Regions from separate parts of the Mus musculus genome. Here region 2 is linked to region 1. The links are chromatin contacts, called in public Hi-C maps. All regions are on one chromosome and are shown on one strand. The core of a region is the stretch at or near the end of the contact, and the rest is flanking DNA. Distances in the headings are between cores, read along the strand shown.

The links. A called contact is a pair of places that touch in the nucleus more often than the background predicts.
Region 2: a contact with region 1 is called in a Hi-C map of liver, with 2.6 times the contacts expected there. The contact joins the enhancer-like site here to the promoter of F12 in region 1. A contact is called at or near these places in 5 of 39 promoter capture datasets (hematopoietic stem and progenitor cells, liver, pre-B cells and 1 more), 3 of 484 Hi-C or Micro-C datasets (the N1E-115 cell line, liver and regulatory T cells) and 1 of 9 other capture datasets (pancreatic islet).

Annotation. Positions count from the first base shown.
Region 1 is chr13:55,425,070-55,429,368 of GRCm38.p6, forward strand. It overlaps F12 (coagulation factor XII (Hageman factor)), which reads right to left and starts at 1,735. Exons shown (of 14, transcript NM_021489.3): 1 at 1,643-1,735; 2 at 1,234-1,291. The coding sequence starts at 1,699.
Region 2 is chr13:55,188,242-55,192,540 of GRCm38.p6, forward strand. No RefSeq gene overlaps it. Among named protein-coding and RNA genes, the nearest start is that of Nsd1, 19 kb to the right of the region's middle. Within about 2 kb of position 2,145, at least 411 of the 459 cell types and tissues checked have an H3K27ac peak or open chromatin away from gene starts, as enhancers often do. A contact at or near this core is called in the N1E-115 cell line, hematopoietic stem and progenitor cells, liver and 4 more, where this site is marked.

The DNA.
Region 1 (4,299 bases), core at 485-2,984:
AGTTGGGCTTCAGTGAGAGACATCACACTACAAGCCTCAGCTTGACCCCACAGACAAGGCTCACTGTGGTAGAGTTCTGTACTCACAAGTCCTATAGCAGGGTTTGGGGCAGGATGGGGGTGGAACCCTTCACCTAAGTCAAATTTACTAAAAGTTAAGATTTTTTTTCTTGGGCTGGAAAAATGGCTCAGCATTTGAGATCTACTGTCTGTTCTTGTAGAGGTCCTGAGTTCAACTCCCAGCAACCACATGGTGGCTCACAGCTATCTGTAATGAGATCTGATACCCTCTTCTGGCATACAGGTGTACATGCAGATAGAACACTCATACATAAAATAAATAAATAAATCTTTAAAAAAGAATTGTTCTTTCTTTAATTAATTAATTATTTACTATATGTGTTGCTGTCTTCAGACAGACCAGAAAAAGGCATCAGATCCCAGTACAGATAGATGGTTGTGAGCCACCATGTGGTTGTTGGGAATTGAACTCAGGACCTCTGGAAGAGCAGCCAGTGCTCTTAACCTCTGAGTTATCTCTCCAGCTTAAGAAAGAATTTTTTCTTTAAAATTAAAAAAAAAAGGAATTTTTTCCCCTCACAGTGCTGCAGACCAAACCCAGGTGTGTGTGCGTGCATGTTGGGCAAGTGCTCTGCCAGTGAGCTATGCCCTAGCCTAAGAGCTAACATGTTAGGGCATTTTCCTGGCAGCAGCATCTACAACAATGAGGAACCCTTTCTCCTCAGCAACCCGTCTAACTTTTCAGACAGGGAAAAATGAAGCAGAGAGTAAACTCACAAGTGAGAAAGTTAGGGTTTGGAGACAACTTGGGGTGTCTGTGATCTTGGGTGAGTCTAAAGCTCTGTTCTGGCTCCCATCGCCCACTGAAGCTCTGAACTCTACCGGTTATGTCTGACATTCTCCAGGAGTGTTGAAAGGAAAGGGAGGAAGATGGGGAAACTGGCGAGCACTTGTTGGTGTGCAGGTGTGATGACATCATCAGATGACATCATCTCCAACACTACAGAGTACCTGCCAGGCTCTAACACAGGCATCCAGGACAGCCCAAGCCTGGCACTCCGGGCACACATCTGAATCTGTAGGCACCCAGGTTTAAATGTCAACGGAACAGCTTGGCTCAGGATCCCTCCTTGCTCCAGAGGCCTGAGACCACGCAGGCTAAAGCACAGCCATCCCCACAGAGTAGATTAGGAAAAGAGGCCAGATCACTTACCCACTGTGGGCCCATCAGGTGCGTCCTTAAATTTCTTGGAGTCTTTCCATGGTGGAGCCTATAGGAGAGAGAAGGCAGGAACATTGCCCACAATGTTAGACTTCCCTTGATCCTATAGGCCTCAACCTCCTGCCACCTCGCCAAAGTACAGGATTTCCTCACAAAGTGTAGCCTTCCTTTCTCTTCTCATTGACTCCCCCACAAAAGTAGCCTGTGTCCTCACATCCACCAGCATGGGCTGCTACCTCCTTTGTTTGGATCTTCTGGGCTAGCTGTGCCTTCCCCCAACCCCCACCCCCACCACAAGTCTCTCAGTCACCTGAACTAGCAGGTGACAGGCAGAGGCTAAATCCGGAACAGGGACCCCTCACTGCCACTCTGGCTCAATCCCAGTGTCCACCGTCCTCACCGAAAGTGTCAGATCCAGACTCATCAGCAGAGACCCCAGGAACAACAGAGCCGTCATGGCGTCTGCCGATGGCCCCGCTGCCTGCCCAGGAGTGAGGATCAATAGATGCGGGCAAAGGTCTCAGAAGCTTCAGAGGTAGAGATTGGTCAAGCTTGCTCCTGGGTCTGAGGAGCAAGGGCTTCATGGGAGACCCAGCAGAACAGCGCTGTAGAAGTGTTTTGAGCAGGGAGTCACTGGTGGGAGTAGCGGACTGAAGAGTTAGGTTCCTGCCCTCCATTTTCCTGACTTTACTAGGATGGTGTTCCAGGTCCTGTTGAGGGTAAGGTAAGAATGATGGGACAAAACCTGCTTTCAGAATCTTACAGAATGCTTATGTGACCTTCCTTCATGCAGCTTCCTTCTGCTGTGTGACCAATTACCACACTCTGAGCACCCTAAAACAATGCCCCCCAAAACTACTTTTACGGATGCACAGACCCATGGGTAAACACTTGGTGCTGCATAGTTAGAGTTTCTGCCCAGATCATCAGAACGCTGAGGTTCAAGCTGAAGTCTCTGGAGCCTCTAAAGTGAGATCCCCCCCCAGGTCCTGGTCAGAACTCACTTCCATGTGGCTGCAGGACAGATGTCCCAGCTTCTTCTCAGCTGTCGACCACGGCTACGTGTGATTTCTACATTTCTGGCCACCTACTTCCTCTAACTTTAAAGCCAGTGTCAGGGCTGGAGGTGTCGCTCAGCAGGTATGGACTTTAGATCCAAAGGATCCAGGCTCTATTCCCATCTACCTACAGGAGGGCTCAGAGCTGTCTATAACTCCAATTCCAGGGGTTCTGATTGCCTCTTCTGGACTCTGCAGGTATCAGGCATGCACATGGTGCATGGGCATGCATGAGGGAAAACATTGTACATAGAATAAATAAATTAATTTTAAGAATTAAAAGCAATAAAACAGAGGGTGGAGCAGAGAATGTCCCTGCATTGAATTGCTTCACACTGTGTCTGCTTTGCCAGGAAACTTCTGGTCCCTTTTCAGGGCTCATCCGATTGGGTCAGGCCCATCAAGGATACTCCCACAGAGTGAGAGTCCATGGCGGTACATGATTTTACTGCCATGATGCAAAGGCAGGTAGGTCTGTATGAGTTCGAGGCCAGCCAGCTGTCTACACAGTGAGTTCTGGTTAGTCAGGGCTGTGTAGCCAGACTCAATATGGGCCCTTAATCACAGTTGCAAATTCTTTTCCTCTGGAGACACTATGTTTCTCAGGTTGACTTAATTGTGATTCTCCTGCCTGCTTCAGCCTCCCTAATTTCCTGTGCCACCATGGCCACCTACATCGGCAAATTCTCTTACAAAAGGACTGGGGATGTGGCTCCTCGGTGGAAGCATGAGACTCAGTGGCAGAATGCTCGCCTAGGATGCATGGCCTTGATTCCCGGTGCCTCAAGGAAATATTTTACAAAATAACCTCAATCACGGTCAACTTGGGTCACTGGGAGCAGGCAGAAATACACAGGGATGATGATCTCGCTGTCATCTCAGAATTGTACTCTTTCCAGAGTGAAGTGCTAAATCAAAGGGCATTGCCTTGTCTTACAGCTGAAGTGCTGGGCAGAAGGTGGGGAGCAGGACACTGTGGCTTTTTCTACCCAGCATTTATTTTGCTCAGTAGGAACCAACCCTCCCTCCCTCCCTCCCTCCCTCCCTCCCTCCCTCCCTCCCTCCCTTCCTCCCTCCCTCCCTCCCTTCCTCCCTCCCTCCCTCCCTCCCTCCTGGGCTTCCAGAGTTGCCAGTGGTACCTTCTTAGTTCAAGAGCCAGAGCATGGCATCTCTAGACTACAACTGAGAAATAAGCTTTCGTCTGCCTCCTGAATGCAGGGATTAAAGGCAAGTGCCACCAGCCCCAACCCCCACCCCCACCCCCTTACCCTCCCTTACTAGGGTCTGGGATTGTTAGTGGGCATCTACCACTGATCCGGGTTGGTGGGCATCTATCACTGGTCTGGGACAGTCTGAGAAGAAAAAGCCAAGCAACCAGGGAAGAGAGGGTGGGGAATCTTCATAGGTGATTTCATTTTATAGACAATAAAGGCAGACTATAACAGGTTCCTGGTGCTCCAGGAAGAGAGGAAGGCTGTGATCAGCTTTGCAAGGCCTTGCAAGACCGGAGGAACAACGGGACACTTATTCAACTTTTGGTTTCAAAAGGGACTTTTGGTGATTGCCACTAGGACGTGAAGACAGTGTTATGGGTCTGGGGTCATTCAGAGACTCGCCAGTCTGACCATTAATACATTCTAACAAAGAAGAGGCTTTTATTCAGATACTGGCTCCATCCAGGTCCGTATTTGCAAGTTGGGATTCCCTAATGCAGCACCCAGCTACCTCAGTCAAGGGTTTATAAAGGCAAGGAATACAAAGTTACAATTTGTTCTGGGCCAAGCAGAGGGTCCTCTGGAGCAAAACAAGCTCATTTATAGAAACCAAAATAGTTGTAAAAACAAATTCTAAGCCTTAACCACTCTTAACGCTTTATAGTTTTCTTAAGCACAGACATTTTAAACTTTTAAACATAAAATTAACTGCCATCATAACGTTAGCCATCACAAAAGCAAGGCCGAGCCACATAGCAGAGCCGACCAAAGTGAAAGAAACCGGT
Region 2 (4,299 bases), core at 895-3,394, 240 kb before region 1:
TGCCCCTTCCCCTTGCCCTATTTAAAACTGAAAATACTCCCTCTTGATTCAGTTTTGTTTTACTCTTTTTGAGATCCTTTATGGGGCTCCTGTGCCCATCACTGTCTTAAATGATGTGTTTATAATAATGATCTATATGTTAAGTTAAAAGGCTTGCAGGTGGTGCAGAAAGAAGTCTGGTCACAACTGGCTACAGTGAACGAGCCAGGTACCCCAAGGACAGCTTACCAGTTCCAGCCAGAGATCTGATCTACGTACACCTGCGTCATGCTGAGACCCTCAAGCCTCACTAAAAGGGTCCCTGCCTAGTTCTGTTTACTAATCTGCCTTATTCTGTTTCTGTTCCCATGTTAAAGATAGAGTAAATGCAGTATTCTCCACATAGAGATATAGACTTCTGAAATTCTAAGATTAGAATTACTTACAAGAAGAAGTGGGGAATGAAGAATAGAAAATTACTGGCCTCTTGTGAAAACATGAACTTTTTACCTCGGAGCCCACCCCCTCCCATCTGAAAAACATTTTTGAGATAAAGGCCTCCTGGAACAACCTCAAAATGAACCGGGTACATTGCCAAATGATAGGACATGACTCCTTAGTTACGTAGATTCCTTGATAGGACATGACTCCTTAGTTACGTAGATTCCTCTGACAGAACCCCTTGTCCTTTGGCAGAACTCCCTAGTGATGTAAACTTGTACTTTCCCTGCCCAGTTCTCCCCCTTTGAGTTTTACTATATAAGCCTGTGAAAAATTCTGGCTGACCGTCGAGACTCCTCTACCCTGTGCTAAGGTGTATGAGTTTCGACCCCAGAGCTCTGTGTGCTTCCATGTTGCTGCTTTATTTCGACCCCAGAGCTCTGGTCTGTGTGCTTTCATGTTGCTGCCTTATTAAATCTTGCCTTCTACATTTTATGTATGGTCTCAGTGTCTTCTTGGGTACGCGGCTGTCCCGGGACTTGAGTGTCTGAGTGAGGGTCTTCCCTCGAGGGTCTTTCACAGGCACACCAGAAGAGGGCGTCAGATCCCATTACAGATGGTTGTGAGCCACCATGTGGTTGCTGGGATTTGAACTCAGAACCTCTGGAAGAGCAGTCAGTGAGTGCTCTTACCTGCTGAGCCATCACACCAGCACCCCCCAACCCCAAAGGATTCTTTATCATGTATTTACTACACTCACTGTGCTTTTTACAAGAGGCCAAAATATTCAAGCAACTAACATGCCCCGTAAATATGTATTTAGATATATGAAACAGGAACACAGCTTTAACTGAGGATGGCTCCCAGGACCCAGAGCATGCTAGATGAGCGCTACAGAGCTGAACTACACACCCAGTCCCCAATACTTACTTACTAAATGTATGGCTTACATTGAACCTGTAGCCGTGAAACATACATTCAGGCAAATCTGGGATAGAGTGAGCTCAGGCGTTGCTCCTCCGTGGTTTAGGAGGAGCAAAAGTAGATGAGGACCCCACCCCCACCCCCAGGAAAAGGACACGCTGCGTCTGGCTGTCTGGGAGAGCACAGAAGTGTCGAAGGGAGGTCACGGTGGGGAAAGTGAAGGCAGGCCAATTTCATGGAAACATCACCTAAGAAGGGATCAGAAGAAGCCAGGAAGCTCTGGAAACCCCACAGTTTTTATAGTCAGTGTGGCTGGAAGTGAAACAAAGGTTCACAAAGGCCAGCAGATTCACCACAGTAGCACTATCAGAGATCTGGAGCCAGATTACAGCGGGGACAAAGGCCGCCTTGAGGGAAGGGCAGGAGACAGGAAAAGAGGCTGGGCCTGGAGCCGGTTTAAAAAAAAAAAGGGTGGGGTGGAGATTGCGGGAGAAAAGAAAGAGGAGTAAGAGTTGGTACTCTAGCGGAGCAAGAGGCACAAAAACTCAAGGAAGCACGAGGTCGGACAGGAGGAGCCCAGGATCCTCCACTCGGAGCGTTGCTATCAGGGAGTGGCAAATCCAGATAGATTGATGGGCACAGCGACAGCCGGATCCGGGGCGAACTGGTCTGGACAAGAATTGGCAGTCTCTTCCCGACTCCGCCCAGTTTGCAAAGCTCACCTTTTTCCCAAGGCTCTTCATCCCGCACCAACGTCATGGCCTTGGCTGGGGTGGCCGCCGATTGGCCTGTGGCAGCCATGTGACAAAGACGAGTCTTAGCCACCCTCCCCCGAATGCAGTCCCACGTGTGGCCGCTGCGGCCGCGTGGTGTTGTCTGCAGCTTTATCGCGGGTTTGCAGGACGCCCTGCCGGGGAGCTGAGGCTTAGCCTCCCCCGGTCCTGTCCCGCTGACTGGAAGAAGCGTCCCCAAACCTGGTGCCAGGACACTGTGTCCTTTTGCTGAGTCTTACGTGGTTGTCAGTTATGATCCCACCTCTTCACGGATCCAAGGCTGTGAGTGTCTTAAACTGTATTGCGGTACCTCAGGCCTGTAACACCATTGAAAGGATCGTGAACTCAAGACCAGCATTGACCAGACAGTGTGGAGACAGCTCAGCACCAGCATTGATTACACAGGATGGAGACTCTTTAAAAAGAGACGGAAGCGGGGATAAGGAGGGAGGAAAAAGAGAGGGAGAAAAGGTAGTATTTTATATTTTTGGGGTGTGTGGGGGTGGGGACTAGTTCAGCTGCTAAGGGGAGAGCATAAAGTCCTGGGTTCTAGCTGTAGAACCCACCTAAAGAGCTTAGTGATGGCCAGTAATACAGAGTTGGGGTGCTGGCTGTCATTGAGCCCAGGTCCAAGGTGAATGGCCCTGAGGAAAGACTTGGGAGTACTCTGGCCTGCACGAACACGCATAATAAAAATATAAAATAGAAAGAAATCAAAAGGTGGGGTTTTTTGTTTGTTTGTTTGTTTTTGTTTTTTTTTTGTTTGTTTGTTTTTGGTAAGTAGTGTTTTAGGTCTCAGGGTGTGGCTAGGAGCCTACCAGTTATGATTGCCAGCAGTATAAAAAGTAAATAAATAGCATTTTAGAGACTTGGAAGCCAGCACATCTAGCTGAAATGAACTGTCCACCATGTGGCCCAGGGCAGATCTTCAGTTTGATTGATCCTCAGATTCCCTATCTATGAAAGAGGATTACCCAGAGCTCCTAAGATGGCTCAGTGGACTAAGGCACTTGCTGCCAATCCTGTGACCTGAATTCACTCCCATATAGTAGAAAGAAGGATCAACTTGTGCATGTCTTCCGACTTCTACAAAGACACAAGCCTGCCCACAAAACCACCGCACTCACATCCACCCATAAAATACATTCATATAGGGGTTTTGTTTTGTTTTGTTTTGTTTTTTGAGACAGGGTTTCACTGTGTAGCCTGGCTGTTCTGGAACTCACTCTGTAGACCAGGCTGGCCTTGAACTCAGAAATTCTGCCTCCCGAGTGCTGGGATTAAATACATGCGCCACCATGCCCGGCCATATAGGGTTTTAAAAGCCAGGGGACTGGAGTGAAGGCTCAGAGGTTAAGAATGCTTGTTCTAGAGGGTGGGGGTTGGGTGTGTGTGCTCAAGTTTGATCCCAGCACTCAGGAGGCAGAGGCTGGTGGATCAATGTGAGTTCGAGGCCAGCCTGGTCTACAGAGTGAGTTCCAGGACAGCCAGGGCTACACAGAGAAACCCTGTCTTGAATCGCCCCTCACTCTCTTGCACCCTCCCCCTGGTTACTGCTCTATCATAAGCATCAGTCAGGGTGGTCACACAAACCTGTAACCCGAGCTGCAAAGCATCTGATAGGGATCGGCACACATATGCACTCACACATACCTAAGTAATGAAAATCTTTTTTTTTTTTTTTTTTTTTTTTTGGTTTTTCGAGACAGGGTTTCTCTGTATAGCCCTGGCTGTCCTGGAACTCACTCTGTAGACCAGGCTGGCCTCGAACTCAGAAATCTGCCTGCCTCTGCCTCCGGAGTGCTGGGATTAAAGACGTGCGCCACCACACCCGGCTAGTAATGAAAATCTTAAACACACACACACACACACAGGTTCTTACTCCCTCGTGTTGGAAATCTCTTGTATGTGTATGTGGGTACTCATCAGAGTTTCCCAGCCAGAGGTAGATGCTGGGGTATCTTCTTCTATCACATACCAATTTTACCTTCTGAGACACTGTTACTCAGTTACCCCGGACCTTGCTGTTTTAGCAAGGCTGGCTGGTCCGGGAGTCCCCAGATTTTGCTTGTCTCTGTCTTTGCTTGGCTGGATTGGCAGCAGCTGCTGGGCCACCTCTCTAACTCTTGCAATTCTTGGTTGTTTGTTCGGGTTTTATTTATTTGTTTTACTTGTTTTGTTT